2 separate regions of the Mus musculus genome follow, and region 2 is linked to region 1. The links are chromatin contacts, called in public promoter capture Hi-C maps. All regions are on one chromosome and are shown on one strand. Each heading gives the region's core, a stretch centred on a gene start, on an enhancer-like site or on the middle of the called end of the contact. The rest is flanking DNA. Distances are from core to core; before and after follow the strand shown.

Region 1 (5,806 bases), core at 2,674-5,173:
ACAGGCTTGCTCTGAGAATTTAAGGCAAGAATCACTCAGTACATCCCCAGCTTTAAGAGTACAGGGAGTCATGAGGACCGCAGAGTTGGCTCAGTGATTTAAGTGATTTAAGAGTCCTGGCTGCTCTTGGGGGGGGGGGGGGGCTGGGTTTTGTTTCCAGCACCCACGTTGGTTACTCACAAACCTCTGTAACCCCAGTTGCAGGGCCTCTGTACCCTCCTCTTCTGGCATCAGGCATACACATGCAGGGAAAACACCTATAAAAATAAAACAAGTGTGTTTGTTATGATTAAAAACAAACAAAATAAGAGCACAGAGCAGGAGCTGGGTAGAGAGAACCATCTGCTTGACAGGCCATCGAAAATTCAGTGGGCGAGAGGAGTTTAACCTCTCATCCAGATGAAGAAAATGAGTCGTGAATCCAGAGATTGCAAAAGGGAGGGCTCACCCCCTCTCCCTGAAGCCCAGAAGTCACCCATTAAGCCTAGGCCCAGGAACGACCACGTTCCCCAGGGCAAATAAATCTCAAACAAGTCAGTTCTGCACACAGCACCCATCTGCACACTCACTGAGCAGCAGCTCGAAGCTAAATGTTCTCCACGGAAATGAGGAGTTCAGACTCACAAAGCAGAAAGGCTCCCTCTCTCATCCAAGCCCCTTAGGGAGGAGAAATGTGGCTGGAAAGTCCAGTCTAACAGCATGGGAGGTTAGTGATGTGCCAGCAGGCCTGTCCTCTTCTCCACTGTCAGCAACTGCCCCGACACCTCTCATTTGCTTTGTTTCTAACTACCCTGGCCGATTTAATCAGGAGTACCAAGCTTTAGAAGGAAGCGATTCTCTACACCAGGTGAGTCATCTGCCAGGGTAAGAGTTGTAGCTTTAGTAACCAAATTCACTTAGTGAAGAATTATTTTTCCTGGGTTTTTTGTTTGCTTTTGTTTTAGGGTCTTTTCTTTTTCTTTTCTTTTCTTTTCTTTTCTTTTCTTTTCTTTTTCAGCAGCCTCTGAAACCATACTTCATTTTGAAATATCAGAACCTGCTAGAACTTGTCAGTATGGCCAAAGCAAAGACCCCACTTCTGCAGCAAACATTCTCAAACTCTGGAAATGGGGAGTCTCTGACAGAGGACAGAGGTCAGAGAGACAAGGGAATGCAGTCTGTCATAAATTCCAACTGCTAGGGTTCTAACTTGAATATATATATATATATTCTCTCCAATAAAGGTGAGACCGTGGGTGCTTTTATTTCCTACCATTTTTTGTGTGTGCCCAACAGAGGTGAACAATGAATAAACAGAATACTTTCCTGTTCAGACCAGCTAAGAATGAATGACGACTGCCTACACAGGGCAGCACTTCATTATGGTCTCTGGAGCTGATTTCTTTTTATGGTGAGTGAGCTAATCACCTCATCTTAGCAAAGTAGGAGTCAGATAAGATACGAGCTCTGGAGCAGGTTCCAGCCATCTTGGCTCTGTGAATCTGAGCAAACCAAACTCCCTATGCCTCTGTTTCCTCGACTATAACCATAGTATCCACCCTATGACGTGCCTGGAAATCTAAAAACCCATTTTACCCATATAGTGGGTGCTCAATAAATACTATTTTATAGTCCCCATAGCACCAATCTAGAAGTTCAAGTTCAGTATATTACAGGGCTTTAAAAAAAAAAAAAAAGGCCACAGTGAGCTGGTCAGTGGTGGCACACCCCTTTCATCCCAGCACTTGGGAGGCAGAGGCAGGCAGATTTCTGAGTTCGAGGCCAGCCTGGTCTACTGAGTGAGTTCTTGGACAGCCAGGGCTACACAGAGAAACCCTGTCTTGAAAAAACAAAAACAAAACCCAAGGTGAATCGGAGGCAGATGCCTTATTCCTTTGTTAGCTGTCCATATACTAGTTTCATACATAGCTAGTGTATGTAACACTCCCACTACACACACCAAGTGCCAGTCCATCTGTAATACATCCTCTGTGTGCATCCACTTTTCACAGTCTTTCCACCCCCCAAACCCCCACTGTATTCTTTTCCCTTTTCGAATTACTAGGAATTGAACCTAAGACCTTGCATAAGCCAGACAAACACCATGCCACTAAGCTACACCCCTAGCCTTTCTTTTCAACTGTAGACAGTATCACTAAGTTGTTCATGCCGGCCTTGAAGTCACTTTGTAACTCAGGTAGCCTTTGAGTTTAGCATCCTTCTCACTCAGCACCCCTAAGGAGCTGAGTTTATAGGCCTGCAGTCTGGACATTTCCCAAACCTCGGAGATCCTTTGCCCTGCCTGAGCGGTTTACCACTCCTGCTTCTGTCCTAGAATTTAAATGAGTAAGAACTCTTCTCAGGACAGTGGCTGGCATACACAAAGGGAATATTTGCAGGGTGATTAGGTGGCATGTATCACTAAGTTTTTCTCTACAACTTTAGATAACCCAGTTACTCATGAAGTCTTTCTAGATTACAAAATTTAACTTTGTTTTTTTTTCTTTGAGCAGATTCTATTCATTGACTCTAATAATAAATATTCACTGTTATTTTTAAACTACGGCTATCATTTACAAGGTGGCTATGATGGATGAGGTTCTACAAGAATGGCACAGAGAAACTCAAATTGTTTAAATTCACTTTTACAGAGTAGGAGACTGGAGCCAGGAAGGTGGCTCAGGAGGGTAGTGGTGCCTGCATCAAGCCTGCCAACTTGAGAAAGTCGACTCCCACAAACCTGTCCTCTGACCTCCACGTGTGCACACAAGACAGTCACAAACTAAGTCAGGATATTAAAAAGAATTTCGCTCGAAGTCACAGGGCACTATTTTACCCTATCCTGACTAATCTCTGTTTTCCTACAAAGAGTATCAATACTAGCTTTTTCCAATTCCAGTGTCATCAGTTCAGGCATAAAACGCTTGCCATAGCAATTGTGTGCAGGGTATGTCCATTATACGGTTCACTCCAAACTCTCAGGCGCTCTCTAATTCTGGGGTTCTGAATGGTGAAGAGTACCTGGAAATAAGTTTTACTGAGACTAGGGGAACCCTCGGAGAGTTCTCTTATTGCTAGACCGGAAGGTAGGCTGTAGATGTCCCCTGTCCCACCCCCACCACACTTAAGGTTTATTTTTATTTATGGGCATGTGTGTATATAATGTGTACTGGTACCAAATGGTATCAGATCCCCTGGAGCTGGGGTTACAGGCAGTTGTGGGTGCTGGGGACCAAAGTCTGGTCCTCTAAGAGTAGTATGTTGAGGCGTCCCTCCAGCTCCCGTGGGTGCCTTTTACACCTCTAAGATGGGGATCTTAGAGACTTTCCATATGTCGGGTGTACAAAGACAACTCAGGAAGAATCCAGCACCAATCCTGTCAAGCTGAGGGTTGGTAAGGGGTAGGTTGACCTCACCCATTTCCTTCTTCCCAAAGCCCCAGGTAAGTAAGCTAAAAGCCTAAGGTTTGGACCAGGACTAGACGTTAAGGACTCAGGCACCAGAGGGTCTCCTGTCATTTGGGGCCTCACAAACCCAACCCACGTGTATGGTATTCCTTGGAGGTTTTAATTCTCCATCGAGTCAGAGTTGTCAAAGAGGTTCAGGTTCTCTCAATCAGAGGCGGCCAATTCCAAGAAGCTTTCGCCAGTGGGCTTTCGAAGGAAAACCTAGCGTTAAGGTCCCAACCACTGAAGAGCCCACCCTCGTACCTAACTGCCGGGCCACACCCGAGGCCTTCGCGCGGCTCCCGCCCGACTCCGGGTCCCGCCCCCGCGTGTCAAGCTACCGGCCGAGTAGCCTGATCGCCAGCTGCTCCAGCGCGTCAATGGCTAAAAGAAACGTGGGATTCCGAGCCCCGCCCCCCGCCCCGCCCAGCCCCGCCCCGCCCCCGGCGCACTCGCGCGCCCTCCACGCCCACGCCGGGCCAGCAGTTGCCCTTCTAGCTGGAGTCGGTGCGGGTCGGCGTAGGTCCCCTGGGAAGGGTCGGGAGACTCGGGCTACGTCCTTTCCCTGGGCTGCCGGCTTCCACTGTCGCAGAGAAGCGACCCCACGCGGCGGCGATCGACTCATTCAAGGGCTCCCAGCGAGGAAACCGCTCGGGCGCTGCCAGCTGGGTCGGGCGGAGCTGCGCGGGCCGCAGGGTGGCTCTGCCAGTCCCTGAGTGCCGGGTCGGCCGCACACGTGTCTTAGCGTCACGTCCGCGCGCGCCCCCGGGGCTTGCGTCAGCTGCCGCTCCTGAAGCGAGTGGGCCAGGGCTCTGCGCACCAGAACGCCGCCGGAGGAGGGCACCGCACGGCCGCGAGCCCCGAGAGCGACGACCATCCGGGTGCCGCCGAGAGGATCGGCGCGGTCCGGTCCCCGCCCTCCCGGTGCCGGTCGGGTCCGCGCTGGGTCCCCCGGGCTGGGCGCCGTGGCGTTGCCCCGGAGCCCGCCACCCGCGGGGCGCGCACCGCCTTAACCCGGGCGGCCCCGCGGCAGGCAGACGCCCGCAGGTCCATGGTGGGCTCGGAGCGCGATGAGCCGCCCGTCCTCCACCGGCCCCAGCGCTAACAAACCCTGCAGCAAGCAGCCGCCGCCGCCTCAGACCCCGCACGCCCCGTCCCCGGCTGCGCCCCCGGCCGCCGCCACCATCTCGGCAGCGGGCCCCGGCTCGTCCGCGGTGCCCGCCGCGGCAGCGGTGATCTCAGGCCCCGGAGCCGGCGGCGGGGCCGACCCGGTGTCCCCGCAGCACCACGAGCTGACCTCGCTCTTCGAGTGCCCGGTCTGCTTTGACTATGTCCTGCCCCCCATTCTGCAGTGCCAGGCCGGGCACCTGGTGTGTAACCAATGCCGCCAGAAGTTAAGCTGCTGCCCGACGTGCAGGGGCGCCCTAACGCCCAGCATCAGGAACCTGGCTATGGAGAAGGTCGCCTCGGCAGTTCTGTTTCCCTGTAAGGTAAGTCCAGCCACCATCCGCAGATCTGCCAAGGAACCTTCCAGAGTTCCGGTGCCCTCCAGCGCACTTGAAGGCCCTAAGAGGCGAATGGCATTTCACTGTTTCCATCTGTCTGTCTGTCTTTCTCCTCTCCTCTCTCTCTCTCTCTCTCTCTCTCTCTCTCTCTGTCTGTCTCTCTCTCTCTCCTCCCTCTCTCTCTCTCTCTCTCTCTCTCTCTCTCTCTCTCTCTCTCTCTCTCTCTCTCTCTCTCTCTCTCTCTCTCTGGCGCACTCTCTCTGTCTCCGGTGTGTACGTGTGTGTACCTTGTCTATTGTTTCCAGGCCAACCTGTCCATTTTGGGAACTAGCAACTAGGGTTGACGTTTGCCGGAGCACTGACTGTAGATAAGTTGGCACTTGATGACGGTTTAGAAGCATCCCAGCTCTCCCAGCCAAGTGCCGCCGCGTCCACCGCAGGGGTGTGCTCTATAAAGCCTGGGCAGCTTAATGTGAACAGGGAAGCTGGCAGTGGAGATTGTGGAGGAAGGAAGCGGACGGTTTCCAGCGCTGAGCTTGGCGAGAACGGTCCTGGATTCCTCCTGGACCCAGTGCCCAAGATCTGGAGCACTTGAGAGAGCGCTTTGTAAGGGGAAGCGGATACTGCCTGCTTAGCACGGGAGCCCAGAAAACCCAGCAAGCCACGCCTTCTCTCAGCTTCCCAGACTTGCGGAGGACTCAGAAGTTGTAGCTGCTGTTTGGTTTTTGTTTTGGTTTGTTTGTTTGACTAACTGCGATGAACTCGAGTCCACAAGGACTCAACGCAGACACTTAAGAGCGTTATTAGTTCTCTCTCCAGTGACAGCATTTTATTTAGTTGCCTGTGCTGGGGGGTGGGGTGGGGTGGGCAAACCAC
Region 2 (6,167 bases), core at 2,890-5,389, 7.3 Mb before region 1:
GTGCTCAGATCCCAACACCTCTCCCTAATTTTTGGAGTTGTTGCCTCCTTCGGAGGGCAAGAAGCAATTCCAGCAGGCCTCCGGTTGGAGTGGAGGTCATGGACTACTTACTATAAGGACACAGAACAGAGCAAATGTGGAACCCAACAGCTATGCTACAGAATACTACAAAGAGAAGACTGTGGAATAAATGGGGCCCCGGAACTTCCTACTTCATATTCATACAGTCTAGAAATAATACAGTCTAGGGGACTTGACTGGGTTTTCTCTGCCAGTTTAAAGAATTAAAAGCAAGAAAACCCTGGAGGCATCAAGCAGCAACAGGAAGTCTCAAGCACCACAAACAGAGCCAACAGTTAAAGGAAGGTGTTTATTGAGGGTGAGGGGCACACCCAGGTAGCAAACACACAGAGAAAAAAAATCCTCTGCAAAGCAAAGAGGATGACACTCTGAAAATGAAATCTCTTCTTGGGGATGGGGGTTTTAAAGCCTCTGAAGAGTCTTACTCCTCTACTTTAGAGTTGGTCAGTTTGAAAAAGAGAATGGTTTGAAACATGTGGCATGTTCTAAACACTGTAGCTGTCTGCAGACACCCCAGAAGAGAGCAAAAGATCCCATTATAGATGGTTGTGAGCCATCATGTGGTTGCTGGGAATTGAACTCAGGATCTCTGGAAGAGCAGTCAGTGCTCTTAACTGCTGAGCCATCTCTCCAGCCCCAGAAGTCCTTCTTCTGGAGCTTAATTTCAGGCTCAATTTTTGTGGTGTGTTATTAAATTCCTGTAGTATAATAGTGAAAGAATGATTACTAAAGAAATAAAAATAATACTAGTTTTGGTTTCAGAACTTAAAAACTGATGTTTAAATGATAACCAGAAGACACACTTGCCAGAAGGCTGCATCTAATGACATGAGAACAATTTAAGCACAGGGAATAAGATACTTTAGTGCCTCAGGAAAGCCATTAGTCTTTCTGGTATCACCTGAATTCCACCTGTCTTAAAGCAGTAAAAATGTAACTTTACTTTCACTAAGTTTCCTTTCAGGCACACAGAACTCAGGTTGAACTAGTAGGATCCCTGTCTATAAAGATAAGCAAGGCAGGGTATGGTGGCTTGGGTTTGTAATACCAGCACTTGGGAAGCTAAGGCAAGATGGCTGCAATGAATCCATGGCCAACCTGGGCCACAATAATAAATAATAATAGAATATTACGTGCGTATACACACATTTTCACTTATTCAACATAGTCATTTGCCTCCCAACGGCCTCACTTGACTGGATTCATTTCCACTAATGCTTTTCTATGAATAACACGTATCTTTACTCTTCCCTGAATTCTTGGTAATTCTAAACAAGCCTTGTCTTTCCACATTTTAACGTGGCTGTTTTAAGTGGATAGTAATTTGGAAACAAAACTTTCTCCATAATAACTTACAAATAATGTAATGGTTTTTCCAAACTTAGATTATATCACAGAAAGAATATGACAGTTACTTAACGAGCAAAAACCTCGTAGAGTCCAGTTACTAGCCCATTACCTCCCATCTTCTGGATTAGTCATGGACAATTTTGAAAAAAGAAATAGTAACAGTAGTTTGGTGACATAATGAGGAGCAAGCATTTATAACATGTTCAGCCATCTCTTCCTGTGGGAGGAACAAAAGTCCTGTGCTCAACAGATAAGCAACAGGGGAACCAAGAATGTTTTGTTTTTCAAGACAGGGTTTCTCTGTGTAGCTCTGGCTGTCCTGGAACTTGTTCTGTAGAACAGGCACTACCCTCAAACTTAGAGACCCACCTGCCTCTGCCTCCCAAGTGCCAGGACTAAAGGTGTGTACCACCTTTACAGGTAGGAACCAGTAATGTTAAAGACAGGGTTGTTCCTTCAAACAAGGGTATATAACCTTCTATCCACCCAGAAGGCCGAGAGCAGATGTGACTAATAGCCTGGTGACCTTTTCTGCTGTGTGGCCAAGACCACATCAGATCTTTCTCCAGACCCGTATCATGAGCATGTCATTTACAGAATTGATCATTATGGAAGGTGTCTCATGTAGTGAATCTACAGAACCCATCTTTATGGAAGATGTCACGTGTACTTTACAAAGAGTTTTGATGGAGTCACACCTTAAACTTTATTGTCCACATGGAATTGAGTTAATTATCACCAAAAAAGTTTTCACTAAATTGTGCCGACCCTAATATATGCATAGAATTGCACATTGGTGGTGCAGCTATCCAAATCATTTCTGCTCCTTACCCATATTCCTGTAAGTAACCCTAATAAAACTCATTGGTTCACCAAGTTTGCACTCTGATGGTATCCATACTTTGGTCTGTGGTAGGTTCCCTATCTGAGGTGAGTAGTGTCTCACTAGGAAAAGTTTTGTCCCGACATACCTGTCCCCTGGACTTGTGTCTCCTATGCTGTCACAGAAAGTTTGGATATGAAATGCCTGCCACATACAGACCCTGTGAAGAGCTTGTCCTTAGTTAGTAGCACTGAGAGGTGATTTAATCACAAAGGCAAATACCTCATAAATGGGTTAATCCGACGATGAGGTCACAGCTGGACAAGCAATTAGGAGTTGGCAACCTACTTGAGGAGGGAGATCCCTGGATATATTCCCCTTTCTCTTTGTTGGTGGCAAGGGATTTGTTTTTACCAAGGTCTCACACCATAAAGTTCTGCCTACACAGTCCTACAGGTATAGGGCCACATGGCTGTAGCCTGAAACCTCAGAGACCATAAACCAAAATTAAACCTCATTGTGGACTTTCTAGGTAATCTGTCAGTGACAAAAAGCTATCACAATCATAAAATTTTTGTTTTTGAGGCTTTAGTTGAGTACTGGGATTAAAGGCTTGTGCCACCACTTCCTGCTCTATATAGCTTTTGTTTGGAAGAGGTTTTGTTTCATTTTGAAGATATTATATAGCTCTTACTGGCTTGGAATCAGTCTGACCCTCTAATCAGAGATCCACCTGTCTTTGTCTCCAGAGTGCCCGTCCCAACACACTTTGTAAAAATGAGCTGTGAAAATACCTTGCTTTGGTGACTAAGATGTATCCAAATTTTCAGTGCGCTCTATAGGTCCAAGGTTAAGACACTTTTCAAGAAAGTAAGCTTTAACAAAATAACAATTCCAACCCTTTGTACTGAGTCAGGAGATTTTTCTTTCTCCCTAAAGGCCATCTCAGAGGATTAAGCTGGAATAAAAAGATCATGGGAGGCCAGAGGCAGAAGGATCAATTGTTTCACGGTCGACCTCAGCTTTTGGGACTTTTAGTATGGATGGAAAAAGACCACAGCTCTCAGCCAGGCGGTGGTGGCGCACGCCTTTAATCCCAGCACTCGGGAGACAAAGACAGGCGGATTTCTGAGTTCAGGGCCAGCCTGGTCTACAAAGTGAGTTTCAGGACAGCCAGAACTATACAGAGAAACTGTCTCGAAAAAAACAAAAAAACCACAGCTCTCATCTTAAAGGGAATAAATGATGGGTTATCCTGGAGCCATTTTGATTGACCATGGTCCCGGAACACAGATTTAGGTTATTCCAAACTCCATGTAAGATGAGAGCTGTGTTTTTCTCTTCATTGACACAGGGATAGTTACTTTCTCTCCACTCTGACAAAAACCATCTCTTTAAGACGAGACTCCCCAGCGCAATGAAATCGCCCGTGTACTGTCCTCGCCATAAACCTATTTTTGGAACTAGGGATTTTCCAGATTACTGTAAACCCGGCGAAGTGAGGTCAGGGCTAGGCATGCCTTTCTAGGCTACACCCCGACACCCACGCGCGCTCGGAGCTTTCCGGAAACCCCAGGCGCTCAAACTGGGAAGCTGCCCGGTTCAGAGTCACTTTGTTACACTCCGGTGTCGCCGACCGCCGGACTGTCACCAACGCGCAGACCGTGCAGGGGTATCGGGGCCGACTCACCAGGCCAGAGTCCGGGTTATCCGGTGACTAAAGCCATTACCACCCCTGAGCCGCCAGCACCCTGCCCCGCCCTGCCCATCCGGACCCCTCCGCCCGGTGTCACCGACCGAAGCGCGGAGGAACTCGTTGGCGCGCGCGGGGAGTGGAGTGGGGTGGGGTAGGGCGTGTCGGCGTGGTGACGTCAGGGCGGAAGCGCACGCTGCGTGCGGCGGCCTGGAAGCCGGCGGTCACGGGAAGATCCGTCGCGCCGAGGACGCTGGTTAGTCTCGCTTTGGGTTCCGGCTGCGTCGGGCGTGCGTGGAGCTCGCTGGAACTATGGCGTCCGGGCCTCACCCGACCTCGACCGCTGCCGCCGCCGCCGCCGCTGCCGCCTCCGCCTCGTCCGCCGCCCCGAGCGCGGGCGGCTCCAGCTCCGGCACGACCACCACGACGACGACCACGACCGGAGGGATCCTGATCGGCGACCGCCTGTATTCGGAGGTGTCGCTCACCATCGACCACTCGCTGATCCCGGAGGAGCGGCTCTCGCCTACCCCGTCCATGCAGGACGGCCTGGACCTGCCCAGCGAGACGGATCTGCGCATCTTGGGCTGCGAGCTCATCCAGGCCGCCGGCATCCTCCTCCGGCTGCCGCAGGTGAGAACCCCGGCTGGTTGCGGGCCTCTCCGCCGCGGCCAGGTTTCTCCGGAGCCTGCGCCGGGCGGCGGCGGCGGCGGGAGCTCGGGCGGGCGAGGGTGGGGATGCGGGGGCGGGCGGCGCCGCGCGGCCCGGGCGGGGGAAGGGAAGCGAGCGGCCGCACAAAATGGCGGCGGCGCCTGGTGCGGGCCCGCCTGACCCCGGCGCTTCCGTTCTCCTCTCTCGTCTGCAGGTGGCGATGGCTACAGGGCAGGTGCTGTTCCATCGGTTCTTCTACTCCAAGTCGTTCGTCAAACACAGTTTCGAGGTAAGCGCGGCGGAGGCGGACAAGAAGGGATTTCTTCATCCGGAAGCGGGGAGGAAGGGGGTAGGAACCAGCTTTTCCAGAAAGGGAGTGGTTAGCTTAGGCCTTTGTACCTCGTTCCCACCCAGAAGGAAATGGGGCCCGTAGAGCAATGTTTCAAGAACTAGAAAATGGATCCCCAGTTCACGTGCTCTGTTAACCAAGAACTACGTTTTCAAGCCATTGCACAATTCTAGCAAGAGGTAGCTTGATTCTGACCCAAAATTAAGAGCAGTTGAGCAATAAAACGTAAGAGCTGGTCTAAAAATGTCAGCTTCGATTTTATTTCGCTAAAAAGCCCGTTGTATCCTAAAGAGGGTTCTTTGCCGGTCCTTGGTGACCCACATCCTTGGGCAGGCAGATGTACATACAGATGGAGTTCCTGGAAGCCAGGACTACACAGAGAAGCCCTATCTAAAAACAAAACAAAATAAGGGTTGTTAGACTTTGTTAAACTGTTTCTAGTTTAACTTCACTTGGATTTTTACCTGGGTTCTTTCAGATTGTTGCTATGGCCTGTATTAATCTTGCGTCAAAAATCGAAGAAGCGCCAAGAAGAATAAGAGATGTGATTAATGTATTCCACCACCTCCGCCAGTTAAGAGGAAAAAGGTAAGATTGGCCTGTTGAACATAGTATCTCTTGCTGTACTGTGCACCAATCATCCAGTCAAAACATCTTCTCCCCTCCCTCAAGTCAGTGTGGATGCAAAAGAAAGCGGACATTAGGTGCTGAAATTCACGTAGGAACATTGAAACTTTTAAAATCCCCTCCATTAACCAGCTATCTGAAGTTTGTAGAGACAGTTGCATTGTGGACAATTCTAGAGTGCTGTGAAGCCAGTCCCTTGGCTTAAGATTAAACAAGAAAGGGAGTACGGTTGGCTCAAGTGGGAGTGTATTCTGTAAGTTGTGTTTCCCCTCCCCTCTCTGGAAAACTGAAGGCTGGACATGTAAGCCCTGTAGTTCAAGTTAATGTTGTGGCAAAGTTCCGTGTAGGTCGTTTTTCTGCTTGGAGTCCCAGTTTCTTCATCAATTGAGGTTGGCTTTTGTTAGAGTACTTCTCAACATTGAACTACGATATATCGCATAATGCCGCATCTGAAAGGACTGGAGGATGATAAAGTTTGAAGTCAAAGGGATTGAACAGGTATTCTGTTTTGGTCAGATGTAGTCTCAGTGAGTTCCTTAGAAAAATAACTCATTGAGTTGCTTCAGATAGGGCTCTTTATTCGATCTTGTAAG

Evidence for each region. Promoter capture Hi-C pulls out the DNA fragments that hold promoters and counts their contacts.
Region 2: a contact with region 1 is called in a promoter capture Hi-C map of pre-B cells, with 6 times the contacts expected there. The contact joins the promoter of Ccnl1 here to the promoter of Siah2 in region 1. A contact is called at or near these places in 2 of 39 promoter capture datasets (liver and pre-B cells).

The regions. Positions count from the first base shown.
Region 1 is chr3:58,690,505-58,696,310 of GRCm38.p6, reverse strand. Siah2 (siah E3 ubiquitin protein ligase 2) reads left to right here and starts at 3,923. Exons shown (of 2, transcript NM_009174.3): 1 at 3,923-4,915. The coding sequence starts at 4,496. It overlaps 4930593A02Rik (RIKEN cDNA 4930593A02 gene), which reads right to left and starts at 3,722. Exons shown (of 9, transcript NR_045167.1): 1 at 3,690-3,722; 2 at 185-257.
Region 2 is chr3:65,956,221-65,962,387 of GRCm38.p6, reverse strand. Ccnl1 (cyclin L1) reads left to right here and starts at 4,139. Exons shown (of 11, transcript NM_019937.4): 1 at 4,139-4,580; 2 at 4,813-4,887; 3 at 5,426-5,535. The coding sequence starts at 4,260.